Regions from separate parts of the Sus scrofa genome. Here region 2 is linked to region 1. Evidence: chromatin contacts called from public Hi-C data. All regions are on one chromosome and are shown on one strand. The core of a region is the stretch at or near the end of the contact, and the rest is flanking DNA. Distances in the headings are between cores, read along the strand shown. Region 1 overlaps MYO3B (myosin-IIIb). Region 2 holds the start of SP5 (transcription factor Sp5).

The links. A called contact is a pair of places that touch in the nucleus more often than the background predicts.
Region 2: a contact with region 1 is called in a Hi-C map of skeletal muscle, with 1.8 times the contacts expected there. The contact joins the promoter of SP5 here to the enhancer-like site in region 1. A contact is called at or near these places in 1 of 5 promoter capture datasets (liver), 4 of 47 Hi-C or Micro-C datasets (embryonic fibroblasts, heart right ventricle, skeletal muscle and 1 more) and 1 of 2 datasets of contacts at active chromatin or transcription factors (skeletal muscle).

What each region holds. Positions count from the first base shown.
Region 1 is chr15:76,720,637-76,727,238 of Sscrofa11.1, forward strand. The region is part of intron 28 of MYO3B (myosin-IIIb); the gene reads left to right. Among named protein-coding and RNA genes, the nearest start is that of SP5, 180 kb to the right of the region's middle. Within about 2 kb of position 3,930, at least 2 of the 83 cell types and tissues checked have an H3K27ac peak or open chromatin away from gene starts, as enhancers often do. A contact at or near this core is called in skeletal muscle, where this site is marked.
Region 2 is chr15:76,897,384-76,903,985 of Sscrofa11.1, forward strand. It overlaps SP5 (transcription factor Sp5), which reads left to right and starts at 2,755. Exons shown (of 2, transcript XM_021075439.1): 1 at 2,755-4,496; 2 at 5,914-6,602. The coding sequence starts at 6,091.

The DNA.
Region 1 (6,602 bases), core at 2,680-5,179:
AAAACTGCCTGAATTTTTTTTGAGACATCCATTTTATTTTTTATTTTGTTATTATTATTTTTAAATAGTTATTTCCCCAATACAATTTTTTTTCTACTGTACAGCATGGTGACCCAGTTACACATACATGTACACATTCTATTTTCACACATTATCATGCTCCATCGTAAGTGACTAGATATAGTTCCCAGTGCTACAGAGCAGGATCTCATTGCTAATCCATTCCAAAGGCACTAGTTTGTATCTATTAACCCCAAGCTCCCAGTCTACCCCACTCCCTCCCCCTCCCCCTGGCAACGACAAGTGTATTCTCCAAGTCCATAATTTTCTTTTCTGTGGAAAGTTTCATTTGTGCCTTATATTAGATTCCGATATAAGTGATATCATATGGTATTTGTCCTTCTCTTTCTGACTTATTTCACTCAGTATGAGAGTCTCTAGTTCCATCCATGTTGCTACAAATGGCATTATTTCGTTCTTTTTATGGCCAAGTAGTATTCCATTGTGTATATATACCACATCTTCCTAATCCCGTCATCTGTCGATGGACATTTGGGTTGTTTCCATGTCTTGAAAATATCCTGAACTTTTAAAGCTATCTCTGGGTGAGGCCTCCTCCTAGTCTTTTTATTTATTTATTATTTATTGGGTCTTTTTTAGTGCTGCACCTGCGGCATTTGGATGTTTCTAGGCTAGGGGTCAAATTAAAGCTGTAGCCGCTGGCCTATACCACAGCAAAGCAACGCTGGATCCGAGCCACTTCTACAACCTACACTACAGCTCACAGCAATGCTTAACCCCCTGAGCAATGCCAGGGATCATTCCCTCATCTTCATGGATGCTAGTCAGATTCCTTTCCACTGAGCCACGATGGGAACTCCTCTCCTAGTCTTTTCTAACTTTAGAAGGCTTGTTTCTTTAGCATCGTTGGTAGTTTGGCAATGAGTAGATGGCTGCAGTAATTTCCTGGAACTAGATTTTCAGGAATATCTCTAGGCAGGACATGTGTTTTTTTAAATTTGGAAATTTCTTTCATTCACTTGTTCAACTACTGTTTGTTAAGTACCTGCTTTATGCTGGAGCGACTACCATGGTGAACAATGGGATTTAATTTTGGCTTCTGAGTTTCCGTCTTCCATACAGAGGGCCAAAAAACACCCTCCCTCAAATGGATTCTGTTTGTATACGTCAGGTATGCCATAGTATGTTAAGACTCAGTGGAAGGGAGTTCTGTAATATGCCAATGCAATAACAAAGAGTCAAAATCATTATAAATCATTACAAAATACAGCTGAGGATATACACTGAAATGACCCATGCATCTTAAAATGATCATGGTAGATATTTTTCATGCTGACAAAGTTGTGCAGAAGCAGATTGTTGGACCACAAGCCAAACAGGCAAGGAAAGTCAAGTGAATGTACTATTGAGGGAAAATGTACGCTTTGAGCGGAAGGGAAATGAGCCGCCCCTCTGTCACCCCTTTCCTCATCTCTGTTTGTCATCCTACCTTTAGTCCACTGTTTCTTCACTCACTCTGTTTCTGCCGCTTAGAAAGATTCCTAGCCATTTCACGCAGAAGTATTATTCTTCAAGTTATGACAGGGGACAGGTTCCAGCCACCCTCTTCTTGGCAGAAGCCAGCTGCCTTTCCTCTCCTGGTGTTTTAGGCCATTTCCACACAGGAATAAAGCAGCAGCTAGGGGAAAGAATTCACCAGAGCATCTGAGCTCAAGCTGAACTGAGAACTCATGCCAGCTCCCCTCTCTTCTAAAGCTCAGATTATCTGAAGGCAGAGTGCCCATCAGGCTCACGCAAGGGTTCTGCTACATCCGCTTGCACTCTTTCTGGGTGTCTCTCCCTCTCTGTAGATAAAGATCTGTGCCTGATTTCTGACACGATGTTGGGGTGGACAAGCATGGCCATTTACTTTGGGAAAATGTGTCTTGTCTGTGAGCAGGGTTAGGATATACAGGAAAGCCCTGGAAGCATGGCCTCGAGGATAGGGTTTATAACAGAGAGAAGGCCTCATCAACGTTTCTATCAAGAAATGGGCTCTGCTAAACCTTGGGCACAAACAGTGGAATTCTTGCCATGAAATAACTTATAATGCAAAGAAATGTCCTTCAGTATAGAATCAAATTATTGCCCATGTTAGAAATAAACACCCAGAGGGCAGAGTACTATTCACCTAGAATAGAGTGCCCTTCACTTTGCACAAAGAAGCTGCAAAACCAACATGGGCTTGAGGTCCGTTTGTGCCTGCTATTGTACTGACATGACAAGGAAATGCTTAAGATGAAACTTTGGGGCAGCAGTCAGCACCCCAAGACTCGAGATTAAATTTCAGAGGAAGCCCAGAGAGAGAAGCCCTTCAGTTGGGCATCCGTTTCTCTGTCATGCACCTCACGAAGAGCTTCAGAATCGGGCTACAAAAAGGCAGCACCCCAAATGGAATCTTTACTACCTCCAATGCTGAGTGAGGCAGCGTTACTGTGATCAATAATAACTGATCAGCCTTGGTGTCCACGGTACACTTGACTTGCCTTTATGTCTTTCATTTTTTTTTTTTCCATACAGAATCTTAAAATGTGATATCATGTTTTATAACCCTTATTAGTTATTGGGCTTTATTCACATAATAATAAAGAAACATTTGGGGGGGGAATTAACTGTGCTGAGGCAAGAATTATTAGGCTTTTTTTTTTTTTTTTTTTCCTCAAAAGACTCCTGTGCATAGAAAGGCAGATTTTGTTTTCCCCCTAAGCAAATGAAACAGAAGCACAGAGAGTCTAAATCAGATGTCTCCCTTGGGTGTTACGGGAGTTTAACGAGTGGTCCCAGAGCTGGCTTCTGAGTCCTCACCAGGTGCTTTTTCTAGTAGACCACACTCTGCCGTTGGTTTCCATCTTGGATATGGCCCATGGACCCAGGGTACCAGTCAAAACTCTGGGGAGAATTGTATGTATCAGCCTAATCATGTATTCTTAGGAGTCACAACTACTGACTTTGAATCCTGGCTACCCCACCATTTGTCTTACGATTTGAGGGAAACTACTTAGCTTCTGAGCCTTAGTTTCCTTAGCTATAAAACAGAACTGTTAAGGTCTGATTCTCAGGACTGTCGTGAAGATGATAGCAGATAACATATGCAAAGCATCCTGCATGGTACCAGCGTGTGGCAGGTATTCGGTAAGCGTTCATGTCCTCTCTGTAGCCCCTTAGTATGAAAATAGCTGAGCGGGGAACATCAGTCTGTGAAATACTCTTCTATGATGAGAATAATAATGTTATAACTTCAAAAAGATGAAACTCTTTTTCTCACTTTTGAAGGAAAAAATAGTACCTGTCAAATGCACATGCAGTTACAATAAAACCTTTATAAGTGAGAGAATTTTCCAAATCTTATGTCTTGCTTATCTGTCAGGGGAAAATTAAAATACGACAAGAGCATATGAAAGATTTCAGGTAGGTTTTTGTTTTTGTTTTTGTAAAGGGCTGTGCTCCATCATGCTGAGAGCTTGATTCCTTTGTGGAGGTAAATTTTTCAGTGACCTCAAAATTGTTTTAAAACTTAGGTTGTGAGCTGCTGTCATCATTTTTCCCACTCATGGCCTTGCGGTCTTTCTGCAACTTGTTCTGTAAAACAGCAAGTCCCCTCCTCACCCCCTTCCAGAAGTCAGAAATTCTAAAATTCAGGAGCTAAATATCTCCCAGATTTGTTGCCCTCTGGTGTGGAAAACAAGTCGCCTTTCAGATGTCTAAAGAGTTGGAAGATGTCAGTGAACCTATCATATTTAACCCACAGTGACGGGTGATTGGCAGCATAACAGCTGAGCGACAGCCATTTGGCCAGGAGTTCAAACCCCAACACGAAGAGCCATAGCAGGATCACGGCTTGATTTGCTGTGGCCACGAAGTCTGAATCACCAAGCACAGAGGCGGAGGCAGAGGTGACAGCTGGTAGCCATTCTCGTCAATAAAGTTGTGACGGGTGAGATGTACAAGCAACCAGAGCCTGCTAATTTCATAGACTTTGAGCCAAGTGCTTAGTGTCAAATCCAGCTATGGTCAGTGATGCAAACGGTTGTGAAGGGTCCCTTGTCAACAGCATGGCTCTCCCTTCCAGACTCTCCTCCTAGCGGGTTAGAAGCCATTGCATCCTGCTGTCCAGAAACAATCCAGTTTGAGGAGAAGGACTTCTCCTTTTATTATTTTTTTAAGTTATGGTAACTTTTGAAAAGTCAGATTTTATTTATTTTATTTGTGTTTTACAAACAGTAAAACACAAGCAGTTTGATAAAATTAGATGAACACATACTGTCAGGTAACCCCCGTCACAATCAAGAAAAAGTACATTTCCAAAGAGTTCTTTCGTGCCTCTTCTGTTGTTCGTCCCTTCCCCACCCCCAGCTTCTGGTGCCCACTAGTGCTTTTTCTGTCCCTGTCATTTTGCGTTGTCCAAAATGTCGTTTAAATGGAGTCATATGGTATGTAGATGTTTGAGTCTGGCTTCTTTCACTTAGTATAATGCTTTTGAGATTCATCGGTGGTGTTACATGTATCAGTAGTTTGTCCAGCAGTTTCACTGCTTGACGTAAGTCTGGTTTATGGACATACCGCAATGTGGTCCATTTACCAGCTGAAGGGCATTTGTTTCCAATTCCTGTGCTTGTGAGTAAAGTGCTATCAACATTCAGAACCTTGTCTTTTTAAATTTAGAGGAAAGCAAATAACTTTGCTTTATAGAAAGCCAGGGTGATCCCAGAGGTGGAGATTGTTTCCTCCTTGATTAACCAAATCCTTATTTTTTATAACATCCTGTGCTTTTTGCATAGCAATTTACATTCCAGACAAAGGACCTCCACTAAACTTATTCCTGTAATTATCATAATAACCCTGAGAAGTAGGCCCATTTTACAGATCATGGCTAAGAAACCTCCCTGCAATTCAGACTGCCTGACTCCCGATTTGCTGTCCTTCCCCTAAAACCTATTCTGAACATCCTGTCTCCGCACACTCTGCTGGGTGCCTTTGGGGTGTTCACAAAAACAACATAAAACTCTTAGATTTGTTTTCCTTCAAAAGAGGGGACAGTTCGATGCTCCAAATCATATATCATCAGAGAAATACAAATTAAAACATCAGTGAGATACCATTACACACCTATTGCAATGGCCAAAATCTGAACACTGACAGTACCAATGCTGGTAAGAAACGAGAGCAATGGGAACTCATATTCATTGCTGGTGGGAATCCAAAATGGTGCAGCCGCTTTGGAAGAGAGTATGGTAGTTTCTTACACAACTAAACATACTTACCATTAAGATCCAGTAATTGCTCTCCTTGGTATTTATACAGAGGATTTGAAGACTTATGTTCACACAAAAGCCTATACCTGGATGTTTAAGGCAGCTTTATCATGATTGCCAAAACTTGGAAGCAAACACAGTGTCTTGTAGGGGCATGGACAAACTGTGGCACATCCATACAGTGGAATGTTTTTTAGCACTAAAAAGAAATGAGCTCTCAACCACAAAAGACACAAAGGAACTTTCAATGCATAGTACTAAGCGAAAGAACCCAATCTGAAAAGGGTATTTACTGTATGACCCCAACTGTATGACAAAAGGCAAAACTGTGGAGACAGTAAAAAGATGCGTAGTTGTCAGAGAGTGGGGGGCTGTGGGGAGGGATGAGTAGGCAGAACACAGAGGATTTTTAGAGCAGTGAAAATACTCTATGTGGTACCATAATGATGGATACGCATCATTATATATTTGTCCAAACTCATAGCATGTACAACACCGAGAGCAAACTGTAACGTAAACTATGGACTTTGGGTAATTGTGATGTGTCAGTGTAGGTTCATCAGTTGTAACAAATGTACAGTTGATGGGGGATGTTGATAATGGAGAAGCTGTGCACATGTGGGGGCAGAGGATACACGACTCTCTGTACCCTCTCCTCGATTTTGCTGTGAACCCAACACTGCTCTAAAAGTAAAGCCTTTTTAACAAGGGGGGACAGTCTCAGATGGAACCAGGACCAACACACCTATCGCAGGTTTGAAAGGAGTTCTAAACCAGGGCCCACTAACACTGCCCCAAGAAGCAAACAATGTATGAAGTGCTCCCCAGTCTTTTGGGGAAGCAGGCAGGGCATATTTTATAAGAAGTAAATCCAATCCGAGGCTGCTGGGAGTAACAGTCCTAGATGCTTGAAGGGAAGGGGTGGGGGGCTCCCCCTGGAGCTCCAGGACAGGCAAGAAACTGACCTCCAGGGTAAAGGTGAGGGCAGCCTCCCCGCTTTGCTTCAAAGTCAGAGAGAGCAGGTACCAGGCAGGCCTTTCTTTGAACTCTGTCAGAGTGTGACTGTGATAATGCCTAGAATTAAGCAGTGGCGAATCAAAGTGGAAAATGTGCTGAGGCTAAAAATGATCAGATTTCTTTTGTGGGGTGGACATGGGGACCAGGGTTTCTGAGGGAGCCGTAGGGGAAAAACGTGTCAATGAGATTCTATTCTTTAAGAAAAAATTCCACTCTGTGCCGCTTTTGGTGGCATTTGCCTGTTGGACCTCCCACAAGTTGGCCTCTTGAAAT
Region 2 (6,602 bases), core at 1,505-4,004, 180 kb after region 1:
TCCTTCTAAGCCCTCTCAGCAAGCCAACCCTCCTAAGGAAGGAAATTGAAGAAATGGAATTGAATTTATATAATTCACCTGCTCAGGAGCCTACGCTCAAGTCTTACTACATATAGCATCTGGGGCAAATTCTTCTCTCTGATTCTCTAACTTGGCCCCACCCTGTCTATACCAGCAAATCAAAGATGCAAAGCTTCATCTGTCAGGGTTATTCAGCTCCTCCCTGGAGAACCCAAAAAAGCTCTTATTTTTCCTTGCTGTACTTTCCCCCACCCCCATTGTCCTTCTTTCTATGTCCCCAATTAAAATTCCATAGGTCCTTACAGGCTCTTTCAAACCCAAGCTTCTTGATTAAACCTCCCTTAGGTACTCCAGCCCTTGCCATGGTCTCCTCTGAGTCCCTATTGCATTTGTGTGTTCTGTGGTACCAATCACTAGGCAGATGACACCAGCACACACAATTCCATTCTACCACCCAACACCCATGAGCATCTATTGAACAGCTACTGAAGTTCACAGCACTGCACAGGTGTGACACATATATGCCAATGTTGTTTCCTCCTGACATCAAATGGGAGATTCAAATTAGATAAGACTGTCCCTCCTAGATTTAGAATTCCTATCATTCACCTATTATATACTGATCCCAATTTGATGTTTAAGCTTAAAGATAATTCAAGGCTTCCAGTTGAAGAAATTTCCCAAAACAAAACCAGTGTTTTCCAGATTCCCAGCACCAGAAATTTCTTTCAACTGAAAGCCCTTGGCTGCAATAATGATCCAACCCCTGTTTCAGATGCAAGCATTATGATGCGATTTGGTCTGCAGTTTAAACAGCAAGTTGGCTGCAAATACTCAGAGTGTGTCAGATCGCAACACAGCACCCACCCACCACCATTTAAAAAATAAAAAATAAAAGCCTTCTAATTGAAGAGGCAAAGTTTGATCCCTTCCCTGTTGAGAGCTGAAAACAATAGCAGCTTTCTGCTCTAGCACAACTTCAAAAGGCTACGGAGTGGCTGCTCTAAGAATACTTAGTTGTAGATGACCAAACAAATGCACACACATCCTCCTGCGATTTTGCCCTACTAGTAAGAGAGAAATTCTGCACCCTCCCCTGCCATCACCTTTAATAAAGCAATGACTGGTATTGTATTAACTAGGCAGATGCCGGATCTTGGAAAGTTGAGACTTTAGAAGAGAGGAGGCGAGATTGGGCAGCGAAGCAACAGCCCTCTATAAGGAGCCAATGAATTAAGAATTTGTTAGAATGACCTAAATCATGTATAGATTTTTTTTTTTTAACCCACTGAAGGTGGGGGACTGGTTGGACTTATCTCAAAGGTGTGGGTCCCCAGTTGCTGCAAGAAAATGCCTGAGGCGAGGTACCAGGCTCGGGCGCGAAGTAGCAACCCCGGAGCTCTCAGTAAACACTCCTTCCTGGAGCGGATTCCGGAGCACACACAGCAGGCACAGCAGGTCGGTCCATCATACGAGTGCCTGTGCAGGTGCATCTACCCACCTCTCTTCGCGGGTGGCACTCGGTCAGCGCTCACCGCCTGCCCGCCCACGGGAAAAAAAAAAACCCAAAAAACAAAAAAACCGCGAGGCAAACTTCGCAGCCTTGGAACCGTGCTGCTTGGAGAGCCGCAATGAGAGCGGCTCCGCTGCGCCAACCACCGCCAGGAGGCTGGTATTCAACCTCCCCGCCCCCCGCCGCGGTTAAAGTTTGCTCCCAATTCGCCGCTTCCCACCCCCGCCCCCCGCCTCCACCCTCGGGCTGAAGGACCACAGAGGAGTTCCTGGGTCCTCCGCGCACAAACACACCCACCAACAAAAGAAAGCCCATTAAACCTTCCCTCCTGTGAACTCCCGCCCCAGCGGATACCTCTTTGAACTGACCCCCGCCCCCACAGCCCCCGCGCCGTCTGGGGCTCGCCAGGCCCTCCCGGGCTCACTCCCTCCTCCCGGCTGCGCACTTTTGCAGCGCGCTCGGTCTTTGATGTCTCTTTACATTATGGCAGAGCAGCCACACGCTCTTCCCGGGCGCGGGGCTTTGTGTAACGGAACTGACATTTGGCCTTGATACCTGTATCTCTTGGTGATTGCAACAAATTTCTAAAATAAATATTGTACTTTGATCTCCCAGCATTGCATTTTTAATGGACGCTCGGAACATTATTTCATTAAGAATAAGTTCTTCAGGAGCCCCGAGTGCAAAGGGAGAGAGACTAAACAGCACTTTGTAAAAGTCTCTCTCCAAACTTCAGCTCACGCCTGGGAAGGCTGAAATCCTGGCTGGTTTTCGCAAATGGAGATGAGGCCCAGACCCAGGACTTAAGTCAAGGGAGGGCCTATTGTGAGCTCACACTGTCCTGTAGACTTTGATTATATTACCACTTTTAAGCCTACAAGCACTACGCGGTGAACACTGCTAAAACCCGCATTTTACAAGTTGGGAAACTAAGGCACAATGCGGGTGAGTAACTTGCTGGCCAAGGTCACCAACTAGAAAGTGGCAAAGAGAAATCTGCGTTTAGATTTTCAGAGTTGGAGCTCTTAACACCAAGCCAGTATTCTCTTCCTCCCTGCTGGCCATTGATGGTGGTTTATTGGTTAATGGGGCATCTTGGAGAAAGAGTTCTATAACAACTGGAAACATGAACTGGCTTCTCTTGCGTTTTTGTTAAATTAATGAACAGATTCCACAAATGAGAATGCCTTATAGCCTGTTTGGCCCAGCCCGGCCCGCACCCCGCCCAACCACCGTTAGCCGGAGGTCGAAGAGCTCAGACAGAGCCTGAGAGGTCCCACTAAGGGACCATACCCGCTTGGACTGGGCCGACAGGTACCTTCGCGTGTTTGCGCTGTAGCACTCCCTAGCCTCTAACTTGCATGCGGAAAAGGGTTCCTTCCTGCCCCAGGCTTTGCCGAGAATCGATTTCTGCACGCCGTGCGGAAAGGTGTAGGTCTGCCCGGCCTCGGAGCAAAACACTAAGGCCCCTCCCTTTTCTGGCACCCAGAGCATCCGGACCTTCTCTTCAAGAGGCAGACCTCGTCGGCCAAGCTGGTTGTCACTGCTCACCGCTCCTGGGTGACACCTTGGAGAGAGGAGGGGCGTGCAAGGATGGGGCTCGCGAAGAGCTCATGGTATTGGGGCTGCATGCGGCCCATTCCTCTTCAGCAAGACGTTTCTATTTTGCTGGCGGGCCCTGGGCGTGGGGAAATGCAGGTCTGGTGGCGTAGGGTCCCAACCCCTAATGGGAGTGCAGAAAGCACCAACATACAACTCAGACTCTGAATCAGAAGCCTGCTAATGTTGGCCTAACCGCGGGCCCAGCACGGAGAATTGCCGCGGTGTGGTTCCCCCCGGAGGATGATGCACAGGAAGGAGGGGCGCGAGACGCCTCTGAGGATCCACGCAAGGCGGGCGGCCTGTGAGAAAGGAGGCCATGTACCCAGAGGCACACGTAGACCGGGCTCGGCCAAAGCCCAGGTGGCCCGCTCTGCTGAGCGGTCACGTGGACGGCGGGTGTGAGGCCTCTACCGCCATTCCCAGTCCCTAATGCCCTGCAGTTCCGTGAAGACCCCGAGGCGCCCCCACCCGCCTCTCCCTCCTCCCCCTCCGGTTCTCTTGGGTGAGGATATCTGGGTGTCCGCACTGCCCCTGCAGGGCGCGCCTTGCGCCCTGGACCGGAAGAGGCAGGTGACCAGCTGTCCGTTCTTGGCCAGGCATAGCGAGACGCGAGGGTTTAGGGAAAACACACCCGGAGAGTGTTTTCCTGACCCGGGCAAAGAATGCCCCGCGCCTGAAGAAATTTCTTTCCTTTACAAAGGTGACGGGGACAACAGTTTTTATTGACTTTTCTTTCTGGTTAGAGAGCCATCCTCGTACTATTTGTGGTTTGCCCTACAACAGCTACAGGGTCCTCCACCGCGCCTTACTTCTTTCGGGTAGCTCCCTGCAGGTGTGTGCGGCTTGCAGGAGCGCGCGCTCGCCTGGCAGGGCTTGGGCTAGGGCTGGGGAATTCTAGCATCGCTGGGGGTTTCAGTCGGGCCTAATAGCTATCACCTGCCTGCCCAGAGAAAGGAGAGCAAGATAGCAAACATTTTTCTCTCGTATGGCTCTGAGTGTCCTGCCAAGCTTAGCTTTGGGGTAAGTGCGGCCCGGGTGTTTTTTCCCAGGCTCACTATTTGCAAAAAGTTGTTGTGGCCGGAGAAAACTTTCAAGTCGCCAGCCAGCAGGAACATCGCAAGGGAGCCCCAGTTGCTCATCAGGCTGGCGGCCTGGGAGCGTGCGCACCACCCACCGCCACCCTGGGCGGCCGCCCGGCTCCGCCCCAGGTCACGGAGCTGCCCGCCACTCTGAGAAGGCCGGGCAGGGGCTGGAAGAGGGGGGAACGCGGTGGGCGGAGCGCGGGACGTCCCACGCCCAGCCCCGGGAATTCCCTCGGGTCCTTGGTGTGCTCGGGCCGGTGCGTGTGCTGTCTGGGTGTGTAAGTATGGGGGGAGGGGAGAATTACCCTGGTCTTCGTCTCAAAGTCCCGCGCCTGGAAGCTGAGGGCAGATTTCCCTGGAGATAACAAAGACACTTTGTCACTTTGGGCGCTGCCTGGGCGCAAATCTTTAATTGCAAGGGAGGGGGGGGGAGGGGTATCGAGTGTCTCAAGCAACCCAAGCGCGGGTCTCCAGGCGGTAAGGCCCCCTTTGATCAGGAAAATCCAATTATTTGTGTATATACATTTCCCACATAGTGATTACTTCATTAATTGTCCCGCCTTTATCTCCTCCCTTCCCATCCCCCCTAATAATCAGTTCTTTTATCCAGACCAACAAACACACCATAGGAGCTTTGTGGATTCAAAGGATTTGCTTTCGCTTCTGAAAGAGCCGCTATTCTTTGATGATTGGGTAGCGGCAAACTTCAAAGCCATAAATCTTCCCTCTGACTGGCTGGCGGCCCAGCAAAGTCCTTATCAAATTCTTGGAGGTGATCCTGAAGCGCTCAGACCGCGCGCGGGGCGAGCGAGCGGGGTGCGGCGAGGGGTGCAAGCGGGGAGGGCCCCGGCGCGCAAAACAGGCGCCGGGGAGGGACATTAGGCAGCCCTTGGTCCTCGCCTTCGGGTCTCCATGCCTCGGCAGCGCCCTGCTCCACAGCCAACGGCCCGCAAGCCGTAGCCATGGCCGCCGTGGCCGTCCTCCGGAATGACTCGCTGCAGGCCTTCCTCCAGGTCAGGGCTGGGCTCGAAGGGGGCGAGGGAAAGGTGGGAAGAGTCGTGTCTGGATCTTTCTTGGTACTCTGCACCCTGAATTTCAAAGGGAATCCCGCTGGGTGGATGCCTCTGGAGTCATACCTGGGGTGTTCACACCAACTTCACACCTAATCTTGGTGTCAAGAGTGTGGCCTTTGGGGGAGGGAAGTGCGTATCCGGGGGTTGTTCGGAGGTGCGCGTCTGGCTGAGAACCAGCCCCAGTTCACCCCGCCGGGCCCTCCTGGGGCGGGCGCAGGAGGAACTCGAGAGTAGCGTGTAAATGAGGGCTTAAAAGATGGGAGGGAAGGCGGATGGGCAGCCGGGCTGTGGGTGTTTCCAGACACACTTTCTGCCCGCGGAGCCGGGATCCCTCTCCCCTCCCACTCTGCCTGCCTTTCTCTGAGGCTGGATGGCGTCTCTTTGCACCAAGTAGTTTAACAGGAAGCGCTCGCGCGCTCCGCGTTCAGGTAGCGCAGGTATCAAAAGTTTCCAGGGACTAGTGGGTGAGTGCAAGGGATCTGGTAGCGGGGGAGGGACGGCCAGGGCGGGGGAGGGGCATCAGTACAATAGCTGGCGTGGGGGTAGCGGGACGGCCGGAGACCGGGCTGGGAACGCTAACCCTTTGTCTCTTATCCGCCCTCCCCCGCCGCCGCCTATGCAGGATCGCACCCCCAGCGCCTCCCCAGACCTGGGCAAGCACTCGCCCCTGGCGCTGCTAGCCGCCACCTGTAGCCGCATCGGCCAGCCAGGCGCCACGGCACCCCCAGAATTCCTGCAGGTGTCCTACGACCCCGCGCTGGGCTCGCCCTCCAGGCTTTTTCACCCGTGGACCACGGATATGCCCGCTCACTCGCCTGGCGCGCTGCCGCCCCCGCACCCCAGCCTGGGGCTGACGCCGCAGAAAACGCACCTGCAGCCTTCCTTCGGGGCGGCGCACGAGCTGCCGCTAACACCCCCTGCTGACCCCTCGTACCCCTACGAGTTCTCACCGGTGAAGATGCTGCCCTCGAGTATGGCGGCGCTGCCAGCCAGCTGCGCGCCAGCCTACGTGCCCTATGCAGCCCAGGCCGCGCTACCACCCGGCTACTCCAACTTGCTACCCCCGCCCCCGCCGCCCCCGCCCCCCACGTGCCGTCAGCTGTCCCCCAACCCGGCCCCCGACGACCTCCCGTGGTGGAGTATCCCGCAGGCAGGCACCGGTCCGGGAACCTCGGGGGTTCCAGGGGGCAGCCTCTCCGGCCCCTGTGCTGGGGGCCCCCACGCGCCGCGCTTCCCCGCCTCGGCCGCAGCTGCCGCCGCCGCTGCCGCAGCCCTGCAGCGGGGCCTGGTATTGGGCCCTTCGGACTTCGC